Regions from separate parts of the Mus musculus genome. Here all the other regions are linked to region 2. The links are chromatin contacts, called in public HiCAR-type, HiChIP or PLAC-seq and promoter capture Hi-C maps. All regions are on one chromosome and are shown on one strand. The core of a region is the stretch at or near the end of the contact, and the rest is flanking DNA. Distances in the headings are between cores, read along the strand shown.

Region 1 (2,845 bases), core at 96-2,595, 1.2 Mb after region 2:
TGGCAGTAACTCCTAGGCAGAGATGAAGCGACCACTGTAAAAACTTTTAGTACCGGACTCAGCGGACTCAGCGCACGAAAATCGCCATGGCTAAATGAAGATGGAAACTTCCTCCTGCAACCCACACACCTCTGGAACCGAGAGTTCACTAAAGCCTTCCCTTCCCTTCTCAGTTCCCAGTCTGTCCTGAAGCCGAGTTTTGCTTCAGAGTCCCCCTGCTTCGGCCTCTGGAGGGCTGGCATTATAGGTCATAACTGGTATTACAGGTCGCAGATGGCATTTCAGGCCATAGGGGTCATTGCTAGCATTACTGGTCCCGGCCTCTCTTCCTCTCTCTCCCTCTCATAGTCTCCTCATCTTCTCAAGATCTCCAGAGTTCTGCACTTACTTTTCATGTTACAAGTAGTCTTCTTTGGTAAAAACCGGAGCTTAAGGAGCAAGGAGAGCGTCTCCTGGACGTTTTCTCTAATTTGTACTGTCCTTTAGTGCATATTCGTGATTAAATTCCTGCGTTATTATTGATCGCAATGTTTTTTCCCTTCAAGTGAGAACATTAACTATGAGGTTGGGACTATAGATAAGTGGAGAGTACTCCCTTAGCACGCCAGGGGTGCTGGGCTGGACTCCTAGCATCTGAGAGGCGAAAGAGGAAAAGGGTAAGAATATAAAAGAATAAAACACACAGTGGATGTAGTAGTGTCTTGTCATTGAACATTGACTAGGAACGGGCTCAGGAGGCAAGTGCTTCTCCAGGGAGTGAGCGACAACCCGGGCACTGCAGGGAAGCCACCATTCACCAGCGTCCTTGAGAGCAGCTGTGCAGACCCAAGGACTTGGTACTCCCGCCGCATCTGCGCCCCAGTCCTTGGGTTGTCAGGGCGGCATTCCTTCACTCTCTACCGTCATTTCCCCCTTTCGTTTCTTTGTCCTTCCTGGTACTACAGTTTCCCATATTGTCTTATTAAAGAGTTTACACGTAGCTATGGCGTGTTTTGTTCGGCCTAGTTCCGGGGCTTGGAGGGCACCCCGCGACCACTCCCCGCATGTGCTCCTTCGGGCGGGGGCACAGGGGCTCTCCGTGCGCACGTGTGTCGTTTTCCTCCCCCACACTAAGCGGGCACCTTGCAACGTCTCGTCATTCTGCAGATTAAAGACCCTCGTGAGCTCATAGAAGCCGGCCTGCCTCTGCGGCTGCAGCGCTCCCCGCAGGCGCGGCGCGGCTCGCCCGGCTTCTGCCACTCCCCTTCCCCCAACCCCCCCAGCCCGACTTCCTCCCAGGCTCCTCGCAGCCGGGGCGGTTTGATCTGGGGCGGGAGCGGCGGCGTCCCTCTGGGCATGCTCAGTCGCAGGCTGAGCAGCGCCTGCTGAAGCAGAGCGCGGGCGGAGCGCAGCGGGGCAGTGCCGAGAGGGCAGAGCGGAGCTTGCGGCCCGAGCCGAGCGGAGCCGAGCGGAGCCGAGAGCAGCCGAGTGACGGTCTCCGGGAGACATGCAGATGATGACTAGGAAGGTCCTGCTGAACATGGAGCTGGAGGAGGACGACGATGAGGATGGAGACATTGGTGAGTGCCGGAACCGGGGCCAGGGCAAGGGGGATCCGGGGCGGACGCCTCTGCGCGGAAGCCGAACCTCCCAAGCAACTTCGGGTCTTTTTCCTGCGTCCGCTCCGGGCGGTGTTTTGGGGGCCCCTGCTCCCGGGTTCACGACACACCTGAGCCGGATTCTCCGAGGCCACAGGCTGCGCCGCTGCACCAGCCCGCAGAGACACAAACAAAAGGGCTGGAGCCGCGGGCGCGGGGCAGGGACGCGGGGCGACGCCGGGCGGAGGACCGTGGCACGTTTCCATCAGGCCTCCTGGATGTCAAAATGTTCCCTCTCAAGGCCTCCAAACACTTTACAAAGTAAATTTAGGAGTTGGGTGTGGCTTTTCCTTCCTTTCAGGTTTTGCTCACAGACCAATCAAAGGAATTTGGTAACTCCCAGGTCTAGACGAACTTGGGAATTCCACGCCGCGATTTAGCCTTGGCCTTTCATTGTGACAGCGGTTTATCAGGCACTCCTCTTTGTGGAGAGAGCAAATAGTATTCCTTTTTAAGGAGAGGAGAAAAGTGTGCCCAGGTTAGCCTTCCTGGAGCCTCACACTGTCAAGTAGAAGTTTCTGATTTCCCAGAGTTGAGCAAGTTAAGGCTCTGCACCTGGCGGCTGATTGGGTAAAGGATGTAGGATGCTCTTGTCTCATGAGACTGAACAGTTAAGTGACCGTTTACATAAAATACCACCCACGGGAGCAGCGTTAAAAAGTTACACTCGTATTAGCACAGTTAGTTTCTTAGGGAAATATTCTTGTCTGTCATAGTGAGGCACTCAAGTGAGATCCAGCCGGAATAGAAATTGACATAAGCAAGAGGCTCTGAGTGTAAGCCCTTGCTGCCCTCAGATTTCAATTTAGAAAGAAAATCTAATTTGGTCTAGCCTCTGTTACATGATAGGCATCATAGGTTGTCTTCAGACCCTGCCAGTAGGCTGGCTTTGCTTTTACTGACCCATGTAATTCATGCTTGTTCCACGAAGTAAAACAGCCGATGTAGTTAACTACCTCTGCCTCTTCTTACTGTAGCCTCCAGTATTTAGATTCATACTTTAGATAGCAGACAGCCTGTTTGGACAGGCAACGTTTAAGCAGGTCCTGGCAATTTTTGGTTGTCCTTTATTGAATTATGAATTTCATGTGGATCATAGTTATGTTTTTGTCCCAGACGTTTTACCAAACCTATGAACGTTTATGTTACTACAGAATTATAAGCCTTCTTGAAGGTTTACTGAAGTAGGTTGATAGACTATTATGAAC
Region 2 (2,766 bases), core at 202-2,701:
AAAACATAAATTAAAGAAACATGTGGAGCATACAGGCCCTTCTTATTGTTACTATAAAACAGAAGCATAAAATACCGGCCTTGGCGAGGAGCAAAAACTAAATACTAGCATTTAGAAGTACAGGAACTTCAACATTTTAGCCACAGAACTCAGTAGCAGAAGTAACACTAGGGTGAATGCTTTCAGTCAAACCCAGTAACAGACAAATTGCTCCATGTTTGAAAATGTTAACAAGTTGCTTCTAATAGTCCAATTTTAAGTTTGTGATGTGTGCTCCTTCATCAAATCATGTCCTGTATCTGTCCATCAAGAACAACAGGATCAAATCTCATATACTGATTAAAGAAAAAACCTGTAAAATACACTAGATCTTACATTTTTCTTGCATCTCTTTGTAAAAAGTTATAGAAGCCACCCAGGAAATAAACATTTAATAACCTATCCCTTGTGTAGTCATCATTGCTTCAAATTCGGTCTTGTGTTGTTGATTGCCAAGCAAGACTAATATTTATGTCTTGTTATATAAAAGGCTCAAACATTAAACAATAATTTTGATATATTTAAATGTCATAAGTAACACGGGGGAGATTAAGTGTTGTTAGATCGGAGACTATTTTTGCCTGCATGTGCACAGAATTAAGTGGTAGTGTCAAAAACCCTTAAAACACAAAACAAGTTATTAAGTGGTCACCCGGGGGAAAGGCTCGGTTAACTATTACGGGAAGTGCTCTAGTTTATATTAGAACTCGTTAAATAACCCCGGGATATATTATTTGATTCCGTAGGAGGTTGAGTACGTCCAAGTTGCCTATTTTCCAACCAGGAAATAATAAACGGCGAGTAAGATACACAAGTAAACTGCACATTCGACTGTCTCCACGGGGTTCATGAGGTGCAGCTACACAGATCAGACTTTGCAGCTGCCTGGGGTGCAAGCATCCAAAGATGGAAAAACACTCCCTACTCGGGATTTCTCCGGAAGGAAGGCACACCCGCGTTCTGAGAGAAAAATCCGGGGAGTTCGGGAGGCAGCCTACAGCGGTGGGAGCTGTTTGGTTTTCAAACGATCTGAGTGCTGGAGCAATCTCCTTTGGCGGGTCCCGAGGAAAAAGTCGCTCGGCTGGCCGGCGGCAGGAGCCCAGCCAGCTTCGGTCTTCCTGCTCTCGGCACGGGGGCCGGGATGCAGCGGGGTCGCCCGGGACATCCTCACATCCTCGGTTCTCTGGCAGCCACCACCGGCCTGTTACGTGGCGGCCGCCGGGGAGGGCCGCGAGGGACACAGTCGGGGCCGTCGCACCCAGAGCAGCTCCAATGCCGTGCGCGCCTCCAGCGTTCCGGCCCGCAGCCTCCCGGGAGCCCCTGCCCCGTGGCGCCGTTACCTTGGATGCCTGTCTGGTGGGACATGGCGGCGGCCCCAGGCTCCCGGCTCCGGCGCAGGGTGCGGTAGCGGCCCCGGCCGGCGGATCCAGGAAGTAGCGGCTCCGCCTGTGCGTCATCGGCCCGCGACTCTCAGCCCCGCCCCCAGCACCAGCCCCGCTCTCCAGCGCGACATAGACCCCGCCTAGGATCCCGCCCCCTGTTCTTTCACTGGCTACTTTCATTGTCGTCACAAGCCCCGCCCCTTAAGCCATTGGCCATGCCCTTTCCCGGCAATCACCCCCCCTTGCCCCCCCCCCCCCCCCCCCCGCTGCTGTTTCTGTCCAGGATGCACCTTCTGGCAGTGGGCTGTGTGTCTATCACACGCCGCAGCGACACACCTCATCAAAATGCTTTAGAGGGAAAAATGGCCATTTTCCGAAACAAACGCTTTCTACATGAAAGACATATCCTTTGCTGTAAAGAAAAGACCATTTTAAGGCGAAAGATAAAACAGTTAAACATTTGCAAAGCAAGATGGGGCTCAAGACCACTCCTGGCCCACTTTAAAATAAGAGACTGTAGAGTTCTCCATTATTTTCCCCGTGATTTGAATCTCAAGCTGTTCACTTTTCAATTGGTCACTATCACACAAAACCACTGTTCTCACCTCAAAAAAGAGAAAAAAAAGTCTATTCTGAAATCAAATATGTGCCCTATCAGGCGGGGAGGAGGCACTAATTCAGGTGACACCCCATCCCAAATATCATGTTTCAACTTGGTAACAGACTTATGAATTTTTTTTTTAGTACCAGAACAAAAGAAAATCACAAATCATCTTTAAAATATATTTGGTGGGGACATGGGGCTATACCCAAAGTGGCGAAATTTCTGCTACTGGTTCAGATATTATCTGAAGAGGGCATCTTTAACCTTTCAATGGGAGAAGCTAAGTGGTCTGTACATTTCCAAGGATGGACTCAGAAGTGGCTAGTAACTGGGATGGCCCAAGATAATTCAGCTTAGGACCTACACCACAGTCCTACACAATCAGGCACTTCTAATCAGCTAGGCAACCTTTTTGAGTCTTGAACAGGTTTGGGGTGGCTTTTTTTTTTTTCTGGAAATTTCAGCTCATAGCACTTTAAGAGACCTCATTGTCCTTTCTCTGGTTCCCCCAAAGAACTGAGTGTGAAACCACTGAGCCATTGAGCTGACCTGAATATCTCTCTGTGGTCAGCTCTACCCTTGGAAACCATTAACAGAGCTTTGCTTTAGGTTAGCCTTTGATTGCTTCAAGTCAAATGTGTGTTCGTAGTTACCTGGATGCAATACATTTGTATGGAAACAGCAGACAGGAGTTACCGTTCTTTCTCACTGTACACTTTTATCGGCATGCATTCCCCTGTG
Region 3 (3,051 bases), core at 381-2,880, 1.2 Mb before region 2:
CCCAGGTATGTTTTAAATAAGGTTATTTCTTATCATTCAGTCTAAAATCTCACCTCCAAGCCTAATTCAGTATCTCTTTTCTCTTTCGTGAGATGGGGTCTAAATTGTCCAAGCTGATCTTCCTACCTCAGCTTCCCCTGTGCTGGGGTTACAGGTGTGTGATAACTACTCTAGGCAAGTGTTCCACCACTCAAGTACAGGCGGCAGAGGAAGGCAGATCTCTGAGTTCTATGATAGCCTGTTCTACAGAGTGAGTTCTAGGCCAGTCAGGCACAGAGAAACCCTGCCTCGAAAAAACACACAAACAACAAATTCTCTTTGGGAAATTAAAACAAAATTGAAAAATTTCCCACTAAAATTTGCAGAAGATATCAACTAAAAATTTTCCCAGGGAGCAGTATTTTTGCTTAAGCTTCAGATTGTCTCTAAAGAAAGAATCCATTAGTTAGATGTACATACAACTTACCCGGTATAAATCATTGTTTGTTAGGGAGAAAGGCAAGTTGGATACATAAACTGTGCTTTTACTTGGCGCCAAGCCACCGCTCATTTCTAAAACGGAAAAAAAGGAGACATTGGGAATCTTACTCCAAGTAGAACCAAACAAGGACCATCACTGACTTAATTAGGGTAGAATTCCTCAGGCTCCATTCATTTAAAGAGATTAGAGTACCAGTGTGGGTAGGGTGTGAATTACCATATTCCTTTTCTAGCAGCGGGTGTTAAGCCTTTTAGGGCTGCGGTGCGATTGAAGAGGGGTTTTAGAGAGATGGAGAAGCCACAAGGCTATTTTTAACGCCTTCTTAGGGTAAAAGCGGAAAAGATGTTTCCCAAGGATTCGCCCACCTCCGAAAGGGACACCTGTCTACCCCGCCTCTTTTGTTCTTGTTTTTAAAAAAACTCCTGTATCTACGTCTGTATATATGGATTACTGATATAGGTAGGCCATGACGACAGAGACTCGGTTTTGTTAAGCTTGGGGTAGTTTCACATTTTGATAAAGTTCTTTAGATTTTTAAATTTCGTGCACAACCAAATCATGAAATGACACTCTATTACATGGATTACCTACTTTGAATGGGACATTAACCTGTATATTTATCAATGTGCTTAGTAATCAACGTCACTGTTAAAACTCTGCAAATTACAGGTGAAACGATCGCGTCGGTCGGCAGCAAGTGTTAAGAACCCCTATGAATGACAATGGACCCGGCACCCCGGAGGGCGCCCCGCTGGCCCAGTAGGAGGATTATTCAAAAAGCCTTAGCTAGCCAAAACCTGCTTGTCGCGTTTCCAGTTTCTCACTCTGAGAAATGCTAACCCCGGCTGGACGTTCCTGGGGCCGGAGCTGGGGTCAGGGTCGAGGCCGAGGCCGAGGCCGAGGCCGAGGCCGAGGCGGAGGCCGAGGCGGAGGCCCGGGCCGCGGCCGTCTCCTGGGCCCGGCGCCGTGGGAGCTTACCTTCGGCGCAGAGGCGAAGCGGAGAGGATGCGAGCCCGCGGCGGCTTCACCTCCGGCTGCCTTCCGCGGCGCGCAAAAGCGCGGGCGTCCGCGAACGCAGCGCGGTGCAGCGCTCCTTCCGACTCCCCCAAACCCCGACGGCCCCGGGCCGGAGGCTGGCGCGCCGGGCGACGTCACCGCGCGCGCCGGAAGTGCCTTTAGGGCGAGCGGACGTCTGGCTTCGCGGGTTTCACCGGCGGCTGAGGCGGCGGCGACAGAGGCGGCGGCGACAGAGGCGGAGGCTCAGCAGTGGGACGTAGGTGAGCGAGTGGCTCTCCGCAGAGGCGCGAGGGGCGCATGCGGCCGGCGGGCGGGCGGGCGGACGTTTCCTGCGGCGATGGAGATGTGCTTTATTCTGGACTCCTAGTGGAACCTGGAGAGGGACTCAGTGGATGCGGGAGGAAAGCGAAGTGTGGAGGAGAGTGAGACCCAGGTTCCGCTTCTCGGCAGGAGTTTAGTAAGCAAAAGGGGAGTTCTCAGCCAGGCAACTTCAGTGACGCCAGGTCAGTCAGGAAGTCTGGGTTTTTATCTTATTTTTTATTTTTTGGACCTAACCGACTCTGTAATAGGCACTTTGAGAGACGGACAAAAGAGTGCCAAAATAATCCACTTGCTGTTGAGAATGTCAGTGTGGCCGGGGAGACAAAGCCCACGTGGGGACAGTTGGAGTCACACAGTGACCCATTCTTGAGTACTGGCACGGACAGATGTTCAGCTCCATCGTCCCGTTGTTTATTACTATTTTTTCCTTTCTGAAAATATGGAATGGGTACGCACTGATTATTTTTTTGTTTTCCGAGACAGGGTTTCTCTGTGTAGCCCTGGCTGTCCTGGAACTCGCTCTGTAGACCAGGCTGGCCTCGAACTCAGAGATCCCGCCCGCCTCGCCTCCAGAGTGCAGGGATTAAAGGCGTGCACCATCACCGCCCGGCTACACTGATTATTCTTTAAGAGCTCGTCGTTTCTACAGAGAAATCCGAATGCTTATTTTGCCCGGTAGTTTAAACTTAACTTCTACCCACCAGCACGTACAGACCAGGCCTGTAACTACTCCCTGGGAACCTGCGTGTCAGCAGCCCGGAGCCCAGAGCCTGTCGTGGAGCCTGCACAATCAATCCTGACTGAAGCGGAGGGACGAAGTGCAATCCACCCAGGGCGCCGCTGAGTTTTGAGAGGCATTAATTCCTTGGCGTCCACCAAGGGACCACTGGGACTAATTCTCATGGCAAACTTGTGGCCAGCCCAAACTCCCAGGCTTCACATCCCGGTTGTGCTTGGTTATCGCCCACGATGTAAGCCCCTTTGGTCTTCTAATTGTTTGAGCCTTAACTCTCCGCGCTGTTTCGTGCTTCCTCTCGATTTGGGGGTACCACTGCTTCTCCTTCCTTAGTTCACCCTGAGCGCATCGTCTGTGCTCCTGGAATCTTATTTTGTCTGCTTAGCAAACACTTATTAGCCTTGTTTTGAAACTGTCTTGCGTTTTCTGACTCTTTAACAAAGCTGTGGCTTTTGCCTTTAAATTGAACTTTTTTTTTTTCCCCTGACATCTGGGT
Region 4 (2,771 bases), core at 235-2,734, 1.0 Mb before region 2:
CTCAAGAGTCCCCACGAAAGTGTGCCAGCTATACCCTGAAGGGCTAGCCTCCAGACCAAGGGCTCGGTGGCTTGATTTCCATCCTGCCCTTAACAGCACCGAAGAGGCATAAAGGTGTCATTAAGAAACACGGGGTGTCTCTGCAGTACTTTCTCACACTCCCATTACCATTGGGTGGCGTTTGATCTTTGAGTCATGGGCTGAGGTGACCCAGATTCAAACTGGTGATTATTCATGTCGCATTATGGAGTCCTTCATATTGCACAGCACTTTGGAGTCACTCGGGAACCTGCTGGGAGATGCAGCACTGTGTGTTGCTATGCTGATTGGTATATGGAATATGCTGCTAGTGGCTTCGTGATTCCCAATGTGGGCTCCTGATTGAGTCTGGCCTCATTAGAAGGTGACAGACATTTGAGGTCTGAGAATCTGCTGCGAAGTGAATGGTTCAGCCGAGCACTAAAGGTACTTTCAGCTGGGTCTGGGCACGTGTGCAATCTATACCAGCCAAGACTAACACAACACACAAGGGACTTGCCTGTGTAGCATGCAGCTGCCTGATTTACCTGGGAAAGACACGAGGGTGCTATCGCAGATCTTTAAAATATTAGGAAACCAACTCAAGTGGGCCTATCTTCCAGCAAACCCTGTCATGGCATGGACATTTTACACAGTTGTTATTACGAAGTGACTTTATAAATCTAAGCGAGCAGAGCACTCACAGGTCCATGTTTTAACCCCCCCCCACACCATGTTTCCCATGATGAGCACAATGGTCACAGTTACCACTTCTTACCAGAGACAAGGCAGCCATTGTTGTACATATATCAACACTGGCAGCTTTCTGTTTAATAACCCTGCTTTTCTTTTGATTTTATTTTAGGTTTTTCAAGACAGGATTTCTCCGTGTAGCCCTGGCTGTCCTAGAACTCACTCTGCAGACCAAGTGGACCTCGAACTCATGGAGATCCACCTGCCTCTGCCTCCCAAGTGCTGTAGCATCCCCACCTCCCAGTTTTATTTTATTTTTATTTTATCTTTAGCTATCACATTGTACTGTCAATGACCTATTTAAACCAACTGTCAGGTCTGGGAAGTATAGACTCCCCGAGCTCTTCAAACATAGCCATTTCTGGGTTTTGAATTGGCCACAGGGAATAATGAATGACTAAAGCTGTAAGTTGAACCTGGCTAATAGGAGTAGTTTTGAGTGGACTCAAATAATTAATTAAACGATCAATTAAATAATTCTACCCATCCATTCAAGTAGCGATGGGGATTACTAGTACCACTTCACAGCTGCTAGTTACCACCCAGCCCCCACCCCCACCCCAGGAGCAAGCCTCCAAATCTCGTATTTTAGAATTAAAATTAATGAACTAAAAATGTCACCATGACCTTCACATCTAACTGACGAGACCGAGGCAGAGGAGAGAAGAAAGACTCGAGATTTTCTAAAGTGACTCATCCCACTTCCGCAAGGTAGTTAAGAGTCGACAGTCATTTCAAAGCGTCTGCTACACAGAACATGTGTGTGTAAGCATCGCGCTGGGTAGCAGACCACGGACATCAACCATGTTGGGTAAGCAACAATGATGTCCATCTACCTCCCAGCTTCTCTTTCCTTTGAACCCCTCAACCGTAGACATGCTCTCTCTATTCAGGAGCTGCCAAGGCATGGCTGCCTAGCAACTGCTTTGGATTCCTCATCAGTCCATTGGATTAACCTCGGGTAGGCCGCTCCACCAAGCCCAGAGTAAAGACCCAGGAAGTATATCAAAAGGCGTTTTGCCTTGGGAGGCAATTTGTCTTACTATAGTTTAAAAAAAAAAAAAAAAAAGCAAGCATCAAATTAAAACATGATCATTTCTGGACAGGTCGGTTGGCTAGGCTTCTTAGAAAGTTGATCCCCTGCCAATTAGTCACTGGAACTTGAGACATTAATATAACAACTCAGGCAACTAGGGTTCCTAGCAAGCTGGTTGAAATCACTCAGGGGATTAGATGTGCAGCGCTGGCATTTAGTTCAAAAGTAAATGACAGGCCTGTCATCATCAGGAGGCCCCGAAGCCTGTCTGACTCTTACGTAGGCAGTGTGGCTCATGATGAAGAGGAAGGCCCCAGAGCTTCCCTTCGGATGTCCATCTAGTCTGACCAAATCCCTCTCTGCTGGGCAGTCCTGGTTCATCTATCACCGTGGGCTGGAGGAATGAAAGGAAGGAGGCACGGCCATACCAGTCTCTGACTCTACCTTACTCTAGCTTTATTCAGACAAGAGGGAATTTTCTCAGAAAACATGCCAGCCAGGTGGCAGCGGCATCTGGGAGGCAGAGGCAGGCAGATCTCTGAGGTCAAGAACAGCTTCATCTATACAGTCCAAGGGCAGTAAGGGCTACACAGAGAAACTAAACCATCACCACGACCACCAACAAAAAGAAAGACCCCTGAGCACCAAACAAGAAAGACTCAGGGGGAAAAAAAATCCTAGTTTCTTTTGTCTTAGTCTTTTTTTTTTTTTTTTTTAAGATTTATTTATTATTATATGTAAGTACACTGTAGCTGTCTTCAGACACACCAGAAGAGGGCGTCAGATTTTCTTACAGATGGTTGTGAGCCACCATGTGGGTTCCTGGGTACTCTGGACCTTAGGAAGAGCAGTCGGGTGCTCTTACCCACTGAGCCATCTCACCAACCCCCCTTTTGTTTTAGTCTTATCTACAAACCTGTCCCTAAGGGGCAGCTCTGTAGGGACAGGAAGCCATTTGCTAACT
Region 5 (2,974 bases), core at 446-2,945, 1.2 Mb after region 2:
CTTCAATAAATGGTGCTTGGAAAACCACAGGCAGGAAACTAGATACCTATTGCTTATCCTATACAAAACTCACTGAAAGATAACTCAGCGATTCAGGGTACTCACTGCTCTTGTAAAAGACTAAGGTCCAGTACCCAGGTTCCCTAAAGCAGCTCACACTGACTGTAACAGTTTCAAGGAATGTGATATCCACTGGTCTCTGAAGGCCCCTTGTGGTGTACATAAAAATCACACACACACACACACACACACAAACACACACACACACACACACACACACACACACGGAAGGAGGGAGGGAGGGAGAGAGAGAGAGAGAGAGAGATTTAAAATTTTTAAATGACTTTTAAAATAGACTCTACATAGATGAAAGCCTGTTTAATTACAGCTCTGAAATTAATAGAGGAAGAAGTAAGGAACACATTTTAAGATATTGACCTAAGCAAGCATTTTCGTAATAGAACTCAGCTGCACAGGTAATCAGCCCAGGAATTGGCAAATAAAATAACTCTTCTTTATTTCAAGGAAATAATGAACCGACTGGAGAGACCGAGGAAGTCTTTGTTAGCCATGTATCTCATGGAGGATTAATATCTAGACTACATAAAGATCTAAAATCAATCAATCAAACAAAAACAAATAACAATAGTTCAAATGATTCAGTCAGTAAATGGGCCAATCAAATGAGCTGACGGTTCTCAAAGGATGAAAAACAAATGACCGATAACCACATGAAAAAAAAAAAACCTCAACATCACCACCCATCAGAAAACTATAAATAAAAACTACATTGAAATCTCATTTTATCCCAGTCCGAATGGCAAGTTATTGAGAAAACTTATATCATGGCCAAGTTGGCTTAGTGGACCAGGGCACCTTTGACAAATCTGACAACTTGAGTTTGATCTCTGGAACCTACACAGTGGAAGGAGAAAACCAACTTCTGCAAGTGGTCCTCTGACCTCCACACCTATACCACAGCACACCTATACCACAGCACACCTGTACCATGGCACACCTGTACCATGGCACACCTATACCACAGCACACCTATACCACGGCACACCTGTACCATGGCACACAACGGCACTAAACTAGCAAATAAGCAATCATTGGAATGGAGACAGTAAGTACCAAGTAGGATAAAGACAAAAAGAAGCCAATCTATGTTATTGATGAGTGTAAGCTAGTCCAGCCACTACAGAATCAGTTTACAGGTCCCTTTAGAAACTATGAACAGACCTTCCGTGTAACCCAAGCAGGCTTGGTGTCACCCAACAGATCCAAATCAAATGCCACACTTGCATGTCAATGTTTATCACAACACATTTCACAGTAGTTAAGTTATAGAAGCAACCTGGGGCGGAGCAATCCCAGATGGAGAAGTAAAGGAAATATGGTATATACACACAGTAGGATTCTTTTTTCTTTTTCTCCCATAAAGAATAGAGCTATGTCATACCAAAAAAAAAAAAAAAAATGGATGTACCTATAGATAACCATAATGATTGAATTAAGCCAGTCTCAGAAAGATGGCTCAGGCCTCCAAAAGGTCCCTCATTGCCCAATTACCTGACTAACTCCACCATAGCATGCTAGGAACGTGAACAGCAGGCCCGGGATTACAGTGACCCTCTGGGGTACCTGCCGAGGGATGCTGTGTGCCTATTACTGTGGTGGCTCACAGAATCGAACAGCACTGTGTTGGAAGGTTGCGGTGTCAGTAGAATACAGAGACCGGAAGAGTACATTCTCTTAGCCTTCTTTCCCAGAAAAATGCCCAGCGAAACCATTAGGCTATCACGGCTGTCGTTATGATTAAAATAGAATGATATTTCAAATGCCGAGGATTAAAATCATTATGAGAATGAGGCCGTCATCAACAGTCGATTCTGGCCATTTTCCATTCTACAGACTCTGCTCCATTTAGCGGTTCTAGAAAGCTTTGTTCTTCTCATCAGATGGATGAGGAAGCTGCGGTCTGGGGAGCGTCCCATCTGTCCGAGTTTGCTTTCTATCACTGTGGTAAACAGCTCTACCCAAAGCAGCCAAGGACAGAGAAAAGCTTATTTACTTACTTCCGTGTCACAAGCCCATCAATGACGGAAGTCAGGGCAGGAACCTGGAGACAAGGATTGATGCAGAAGCCATGGAAGAGCGCTGCCTTGCTCACCATGGCTTGCTCCGCCTGCTTTCTTATACAACCCACGACCACCGGCCCAGGCGTGGCACCGCCCACAATGGGCTGGGCCCTTCCGTGTCAATCACCAATTTAAAAAGTGCTCCATAGACTTGCCTTCAGGCCAATTTGATGGAGTCATGTTCTTAGCTGAGGCTCCTTTTCCCTAACTTGAGTCACATTGTCTAAAAAAAAAAAAAAATCCTTACAAGCATTGAACACTTTCCTTGAGCCTTTTCACACCAAATAAGTGATATAACTGGTATTGAACTTCCGGTCACTTGACAACAGCATCTTATTTCCTAACTTACAATTCGGCTCCTGAGATCTCACTTCTCCAGTTACTGAGGCATGCCAAGAAAATCCTAGGTCCTGGATGCTCTAAATATACCCTACTTTCGTTTACCTTTCGGGCAGTCTTGGGTTATCTGGAAACAGATGCGGAGGCCACTCTTGGGCCACTTACATTTGTACCTCACTAAGCTCTGTAAGTAGCCCTTTAAGAGTCCAGCCCCCGCCTATAGAAGGGGAGAAGACAGAAAAGGGCTAAAGGTGGACCGGCCAATTGTGTTCTCACTGTAGCGCTGAGTACAGCTGAGAGACTTTGGAAATAATGAATAAAATTAAGCTCCAGGATTATAGTCTCCCTTACGTCTTCACTCATCTGGATATAATGCAATGAACTGGCCAATAGCCAAATCCCACTTACAATTGTAAGTATGAAAAGGGAAAACCTCGGATATTATACTTCTATTGCTTTAGATTGTCTTTCCTTTTTTTTTTTTTTTTTTTTTT
Region 6 (2,905 bases), core at 173-2,672, 1.2 Mb after region 2:
TGAAATGAGGAGAGTCTCTGACCTGTCCAGTGCTCTGCGAGCTGTCCAGAAGGCACCATGGATTCGATTTCATTAACCGTCACCCAGGCTAAAATGGACTTTTGGATGGTGCAGATGTCTTTAAGTCACACACGGTTCTCCGGCTCCTCATCCATACTCTTGTAAATAACCTCAGGAAACACATTGGTTCACCAAGCTGGACGTCGGTGGTCTGTCATTGGTTCTCCATCTGGCGGAGTAGCTACTAGTTCATGTTCCCACCAGAAAGGGCATAAAAATGCAGAGTAGCATCTTGTCAGTGTAGGGCTTGGAAGGTTATTCTTTTTCATAAGAAAATAAAAAAAAAATAACACCAAAAGTTTTATTGTGACCAAGAAGGAAAAAAGAAAATAAAATAAAGCACAAGGGAGTAATGTTTGATCCTCTTCCTTTGCCTGACCAGTGTCTTGGTAAAGCTATCCGTTGTGTAAAAAGTTCTGGAAGATGGAAGTCCAAGAACTGAGCACTTCCCCAAGAGTGAGCAATACCTTTCTGTTGTCTGCACATGTCGGCTACAGCACAAAAATTCATTCAGTAGCTAAAATACTTTCCCTCTCTTATCAGGGAGGGTAGGAGGGATGGGTGAAGGGAAAGAGGGCAGAAAACAACTATACTTGACCTGCTTTTTAAAAACTGCACCTAAATCCCCCAGTTCTCCACTTCCTCTGATCAGTAGTGGGACTCAAACTCCCTCCACTGGTCAGTCAGTCATCCATCCCCTGGGAATGAAAGCCCAATCTTTATTTGACTTTGGCAGCATCTACTTCAGAATGCTACTGCTCTCTAGTTGGCCTCCGACTAGGAGAATATAACCAGCTTTGCTTTTCCTTCCTGGTACCAATCCTTGCTCCTTCCAGAGAACCCTGACTGCCTCCCCAGCCCCTCTGTTCAGAGCAGCACTGCAGTCTCCTTCTCACTAGGGTGAAGTTGTCACAATGTTAATCTTTAGAGTAACAAGCTTACTCACTCCTAGCTGCTCTGAAAGGGGAATTGGGAGAGGGTGCAGTTTGCACAACCTCCTTTAAATATGCTGCAATTATCCTGGTAATTAGCTCCATTTGCCCATTTTATGCCTACTGGCTGGGATGTAACTGAAGCCCCACGGAAGGAGCTGCACTCCAGCGTGAGGATGCTCTGGTTCGTATTTCGGGCTGTTTGTTCTTCTCTGTCCAGAGGAAAATCTGGCCAAAAAGAGATGGCAAGGAATGGGGGACGAAGTCATCAATGAGACAATGGGTATTGGAAAGGGCAGAACTGAGAACGCAAGAGCAAAACAGCCACTCTCTTTATTTTGTTAAAGGGGAAGGAAAGAGAGCAGAGAGCAAAGCCAGGCCTTAACAAACCACCCCAGTGTCTGGCCCAGAGCCTGGTTCATTGCATTCAATAGATGTCAACTAGTAACACTACCAGCTCCTAGTGAGGAACGAAACCATTGAAACCACTGGACTGAACAAGCAGGTGGCTGAAACGGACGCATAAACACCCAGTCTCAGTCTCTCTCTCTCTCTCTCTCTCTCTCTCTCTCTCTCTCTCGTCATGATGATCATGTGTGCTTCCTACCCCATAAAGCAGGAGTATGCAGCAAGGGTGGCCCGAATCCCCTCTCCTATCTGCACATTCCTGGAGATTAAAGAAGGAAATTAACAAGGTCCGAGCTATGCCAGACTCCAAGCCAAGCACTTTAATGCATTGTTTCGTTTCACTGACCATGGCGCCAAGTGAAGAGATTGACTCAGAGAAAGTAAGCACCCAGGCGCTGTCCACCAGGGAGGGCTGAGATTTAAACTCAGACCCGCTTGCTGTACAGCCCACTCCTTAGACTGTCACCATGCAAAAAAGAATGGGGGGGGGGGATGCTCCATCTCCAGTAATTAATTCCATGCCAGGAAGAGAGCATCGCACATAATACAGTGAGTGCTACCTTACAAACAATCCCGCCTCACCCCACTCTTTCCTGGAGTTTCTCTGGTGTCATAGATACATGGGGACTTCCAGGATACCAACAACTTACGGATATCACTTTTTGTTCACCTCTGTTTTGGCAAAGAAGCAAGTTTTTAAAAGCCTCCTATTTCTCTCCCTCTGAATTTGAGGTCCTCTATTATTTTCTGCTGTCAAAACTCAGACAAACTCTATTATTTTATTAGGTCACTGGCTATGATTTATATGTCTCCTAGGCAGGGTGACTGCAGAAGGGGAGGGTGATAGGATGTATCTGGTCCAGCTCAGATTGAGCTCGCCCATTAAAGCTAGCCTGTGTGTCCTGCACTTGACAGGTACTAATGCGGCTCCTGCCTCCTGCAGAGCCCAGTGCATGCCCTGGAGAGCCAGCTCCAGGCGCATCACCACGGCAGCAGTTACATGTCCAGACATGCCAATCATTTTCATATCTGGGGCACAGAATGCTGTAACAACTCCCTTGTTGACGACCTTCCCAGATACCACCTAGGAAACTCACTCAAATGGCCAGCATGATCCTGAGCTGTCCTCTTAAACAATCAGAGGAGCCTGGCTCCCCCCAACACTTAGGTTCAGCCTGTTTCTAGGCAGGCAAGGATTACTTCTTACTAATCTCTCACTACACTGCTGCTGCTGCTGCTGCTGCTGCTGCTGTGGCACCTGCTTCTCCTCATCAGCCTTCATTTCATTATAACCCTACGGGGCCAGCGAGGTCTACACGTTGACCACTTGCTCTCCAGAACAGCTGTCTCCAGCTGCTCCATGGACAAACGTGGATGTTAAGAGACAGAATCATTGCTTTGTATTCATGGGGGGCGAGGGGAGTCACATTGCAGTATCAAGCAACCAAGAAACAGCGGTTTTACAAAACATGCCTATTCTCCATCCCTATCAAGTTGTGGCTCCT
Region 7 (2,870 bases), core at 340-2,839, 1.1 Mb after region 2:
AAACTGCTGAAAGGCGTGTTAGTCATTCCGGACAAACCCACCGGGATTAAAAGAATGAGTTAAGATCGTCTAAGGACGCAGTAAGGAGGGGGGAAAAACAGTTGGATCTCTGTTTCCCAATTGCTTGGAGACTTTGTTAATGGCTGGTTGCAGCTTTACCTTTCTTTAACTCAGTTGCCCAAAGCCTTCCTCCCAGTTCTACTAGTTAGGTTTTCTTCAGTACGCATATAAATAAACCCAAAGTGCCCTTCTTTCGGTAAATTCCTATTTATATGTGAACTTCCTCATTTAGTTATCAATTCAACATTTGTCAGCTATCTCAGCCTGATGCAAGCGTAGGCCTTGATTACTTTACACCTTAGTGTACACCAAACTGTGAAAGCAAGGAAAGTCCAAAGTTTGCGCAACTCTTTTTCAAATCATTAGAGCCCTATCAAACCAGCGGCGAGGTCTCCGCCAGCAAAGTCCGCAGCACCACCCTGCCAGCAACTTTCCCGCAGAAGAGAGGATGCTAACTTTGGAAACAGGAGCCAGTCAGCTAGAAACCTCAAATCCCCCACCCCCTACCCCCCACCCACCACCCCCCAGCTAACCCGCTGTGATCAAACTGCCCAGGTAGCCCAGTCAACCTGTTGAGGGAGGATGCTAGGAAGGAGTGCGGGATGGGATGGGGTGGAGAGGAAAGGAATCAGAACTAGTGTCCAGAAACGGCATCTGCACCCCAGTTCAGTCCTCTGCAGTGGGCCACCCAGGTCAGCACTCGTGCTGTGAGGGGCTCACAGGTGGGGACTGTGCTGGCAACAGGGCTCTCTCTGGACTGAGGACCACCTGAAAGCAAGGCTTCCCTGGGCTGAGGCTTTCCCAGACTGAGGATCCCCTAGACTGAAGTTCGCCTGGGCTGCGCCTCCTCTAGATCAGATCGAGGCTCCCCAGGGCTAAGGCTTCCCTGGACTGAAGTTCCCCTGGTTCAGGGCTCCCCTGAACTGAGGCTCCCCTTGGTCCAGGTTCTCCAGAACTAAGGGTCTCCTGGGCCGAGGTTCCCCTCGACCAAAGCTCACCTGGGGCTGAGGGCTGGAAGGCACTGTCCCGCTCCCCCGGAGCCCGGCCAGGGGGCATCTGGAAGGCCCAGCGCACACCAAAGGGTCCGGCCGGGCACAGCTTGAGCGGCACTGGGCTGGCAGGCAGTGGCCGCAGCTGCGGACACTCAGGACCGGGCGCTGGGCGTGGGGGCGGGGGTGCGTGCGTGGGCCCGGCCCCTGCGCGCAGCAAGTTCTCGATCAGGAAACTCTTGCCCAGACTGCCAAAGCCGGGCGCAGGAAGGCCGAAGAGTGCTGAGGACGCCACCACATCCCAGTAGGCTCCGGCCTGGGCGGCCACAGCGCTGGGCAGCATGGTGCGCGCCCGCTGCCCGGGGAGCCGTGGAGAGCGAGTGCGAAGGGACAGGGACAGGGCGCGGACAGGATCGGGGCTGAGGGGTGAGTCCTTGGCCCTCAGCGGCTCCTCTGGCAGCGTCCGGGAACGGTCTGCAGATCCGGACAGGGTTTTCAGGACTGGGATGGAAGGTGTGTCCGGCCCATCCATTCATGTCATCCTGCCCACAAAGTGACAGATGCGGCCAACAATGAAGGCAATGAGAGTCTGGGCTCCAGCGAGGGGAGGGGACTCTTGCTGAGGAGGTGGGCGTGGAGGGGACGGAAAAGGGGCGCTGCCACTCTGCCTGCCAAGCCTTGACCCTGCTGCTGGAGTCCTGGGCCCTCTGGTTTTGGTTATCATGAGCTCCAGGGTACATGTACTTGGTCGCTGAAGCGTGGTTGTCATCAGGGAGACTCGAAAACGTTGATATTAGTACCAGTGATAACTCATTTTGCAGGTTTTATGGGCGCCTCTGTTTTAAGAAGAAAGGAAATGTGTTTTTCTTGGCTATTTGGCAAAACTCCGTTTCCAGTGAATCATCTCAGGTTTTATAAGATCTGTTTTAAGGATTCTGGAGGAAGGTGGCCACACCTGCAGTCTAGAAGAGATGATGTAATCGGTTTTGATCTAAAGAAGCAGCGCTTGGGGCTGAAGAGGTGGCTCAGTGGTTAGCTATGCTTGCTGCTCTTAATAGAGGACCTGAGTTCGCTTACAAGCACCCAGCTCACAACCCACTGAAACTCCAGCTCCACCGTATTAGATGTCTTCTTCTGGCATCCACAGGCACCTACAAGTGTGCATGCCTACAAAGGGACGTCTTTTCCTTCTTTCTTTCTTTTTCTTTTTCTTCTTTTTTTTTAATCTTATTCCCTAACTAATGCCAGTGGGAGACTGGGCAAACAAAAAGCATATTGGAGGGGTGGGGTAAAGAGGAAGGGAGAAAAAGGGAGAGGGCGAGGGGGAGGGAGGGGGAGGCAGGCCTTTAACTACAAGGCTTTAAAAACTTCCCATTTTGGAAACTATCGATGGAGTGTTAAAACTGTGATTCCAATTAACACTTACTCTCCTTCCCTAATTTAGACAGATTTATTTAGGATAAGACTTCATTAGAGTATCTGCAAAGTTGGAGTCAAATGTATAGTTCTACTCCTTGCCCCTAAAAATAAGTTGGGCTTGGTTTCCATTTACTTAAATGCCTATTTTGAGTTGCCGGGTTAGAAAGCTAAATGTCCTTCTTTGGGGGATCATCGAGATGGTTCAGTTGATAGAAGCAGTTGCCACCAAGCCGAGTGACCTAAGTTTGATCTCTAGAATCCACGTGGTTGGAGAGAACTGGCTTCCAAACATTGTCCTCTGGCTTCCTCACACACACCACCCACCCCACCCCCACCCACCACACACACCACACACACACACACACACACCACACACACCACAAGTACAATTTGTTGCTATTG

Evidence for each region. Promoter capture Hi-C pulls out the DNA fragments that hold promoters and counts their contacts. HiCAR-type assays count read pairs that join an accessible place to other places. HiChIP or PLAC-seq counts read pairs in DNA pulled down with a chosen protein or histone mark. Capture Hi-C pulls out chosen DNA fragments and counts their contacts.
Region 1: an H3K27ac HiChIP or PLAC-seq map of embryonic stem cells shows a contact between it and region 2, with 4 times the contacts expected there. The contact joins the promoter of Ano6 here to the promoter of Twf1 in region 2. A contact is called at or near these places in 6 of 39 promoter capture datasets (3T3-L1-derived adipocytes, embryonic stem cells, liver and 1 more), 4 of 115 datasets of contacts at active chromatin or transcription factors (astrocytes, embryonic stem cells and extraembryonic endoderm stem cells) and 3 of 9 other capture datasets (adipose tissue, embryonic stem cells and liver).
Region 3: a promoter capture Hi-C map of liver shows a contact between it and region 2, with 5 times the contacts expected there. The contact joins the promoter of Zcrb1 here to the promoter of Twf1 in region 2. A contact is called at or near these places in 13 of 39 promoter capture datasets (the 3T3-L1 cell line, 3T3-L1-derived adipocytes, the C10 cell line and 8 more), 10 of 484 Hi-C or Micro-C datasets (B cells, CD4 T cells, CD8 T cells and 5 more), 17 of 115 datasets of contacts at active chromatin or transcription factors (acute myeloid leukemia, astrocytes, bone marrow-derived dendritic cells and 10 more) and 2 of 9 other capture datasets (adipose tissue and liver).
Region 4: an H3K27ac HiChIP or PLAC-seq map of thymic regulatory T cells shows a contact between it and region 2, with 6 times the contacts expected there. The contact joins the enhancer-like site here to the promoter of Twf1 in region 2. A contact is called at or near these places in 5 of 39 promoter capture datasets (the 3T3-L1 cell line, hematopoietic stem and progenitor cells, liver and 1 more), 1 of 484 Hi-C or Micro-C datasets (muscle stem cells) and 4 of 115 datasets of contacts at active chromatin or transcription factors (embryonic stem cells, pancreatic cancer cells, stem cell-derived neural progenitor cells and 1 more).
Region 5: a contact with region 2 is called in a promoter capture Hi-C map of hippocampal neurons, with 2.7 times the contacts expected there. The contact joins the enhancer-like site here to the promoter of Twf1 in region 2. A contact is called at or near these places in 2 of 39 promoter capture datasets (hippocampal neurons and liver) and 4 of 115 datasets of contacts at active chromatin or transcription factors (acute myeloid leukemia, embryonic brain, embryonic stem cells and 1 more).
Region 6: a HiCAR-type map of astrocytes shows a contact between it and region 2, with 3 times the contacts expected there. The contact joins the enhancer-like site here to the promoter of Twf1 in region 2. A contact is called at or near these places in 3 of 39 promoter capture datasets (3T3-L1-derived adipocytes, liver and stem cell-derived epiblast-like cells), 3 of 115 datasets of contacts at active chromatin or transcription factors (acute myeloid leukemia, astrocytes and embryonic stem cells) and 1 of 9 other capture datasets (embryonic stem cells).
Region 7: an H3K27ac HiChIP or PLAC-seq map of embryonic stem cells shows a contact between it and region 2, with 4 times the contacts expected there. The contact joins the promoter of Dbx2 here to the promoter of Twf1 in region 2. A contact is called at or near these places in 1 of 39 promoter capture datasets (embryonic stem cells) and 4 of 115 datasets of contacts at active chromatin or transcription factors (astrocytes, embryonic forebrain and embryonic stem cells).

Annotation. Positions count from the first base shown.
Region 1 is chr15:95,789,498-95,792,342 of GRCm38.p6, forward strand. It overlaps Ano6 (anoctamin 6), which reads left to right and starts at 1,346. Exons shown (of 20, transcript NM_175344.4): 1 at 1,346-1,559. The coding sequence starts at 1,487. All of the region lies in intron 1 of A130051J06Rik (a long non-coding RNA gene), which reads right to left.
Region 2 is chr15:94,588,373-94,591,138 of GRCm38.p6, forward strand. Twf1 (twinfilin actin binding protein 1) reads right to left here and starts at 1,452. Exons shown (of 9, transcript NM_008971.4): 1 at 1,380-1,452. The coding sequence starts at 1,404.
Region 3 is chr15:93,396,704-93,399,754 of GRCm38.p6, forward strand. It overlaps Zcrb1 (zinc finger CCHC-type and RNA binding motif 1), which reads right to left and starts at 1,631. Exons shown (of 8, transcript NM_026025.3): 1 at 1,460-1,631; 2 at 467-552. The coding sequence starts at 550. Pphln1 (periphilin 1) reads left to right here and starts at 1,647. Exons shown (of 9, transcript NM_175363.4): 1 at 1,647-1,758.
Region 4 is chr15:93,581,742-93,584,512 of GRCm38.p6, forward strand. All of the region lies in intron 1 of Prickle1 (prickle planar cell polarity protein 1), which reads right to left. Among named protein-coding and RNA genes, the nearest start is that of Prickle1, 13 kb to the right of the region's middle. Within about 2 kb of position 1,485, at least 10 of the 459 cell types and tissues checked have an H3K27ac peak or open chromatin away from gene starts, as enhancers often do. A contact at or near this core is called in thymic regulatory T cells, where this site is marked.
Region 5 is chr15:95,770,461-95,773,434 of GRCm38.p6, forward strand. No RefSeq gene overlaps it. Among named protein-coding and RNA genes, the nearest start is that of Ano6, 19 kb to the right of the region's middle. Within about 2 kb of position 1,696, at least 13 of the 459 cell types and tissues checked have an H3K27ac peak or open chromatin away from gene starts, as enhancers often do. A contact at or near this core is called in hippocampal neurons, where this site is marked.
Region 6 is chr15:95,744,464-95,747,368 of GRCm38.p6, forward strand. Gm6961 (predicted gene 6961) reads right to left here. Exons shown (of 3, transcript NR_131148.1): 3 at 2,784-2,905. Among named protein-coding and RNA genes, the nearest start is that of Gm6961, 5.7 kb to the right of the region's middle. Within about 2 kb of position 1,423, at least 19 of the 459 cell types and tissues checked have an H3K27ac peak or open chromatin away from gene starts, as enhancers often do. A contact at or near this core is called in astrocytes and liver, where this site is marked.
Region 7 is chr15:95,653,182-95,656,051 of GRCm38.p6, forward strand. Dbx2 (developing brain homeobox 2) reads right to left here and starts at 1,590. Exons shown (of 4, transcript NM_207533.2): 1 at 1,059-1,590. The coding sequence starts at 1,581. Gm31690 (predicted gene, 31690) reads left to right here and starts at 1,295. Exons shown (of 3, transcript NR_168499.1): 1 at 1,295-1,475.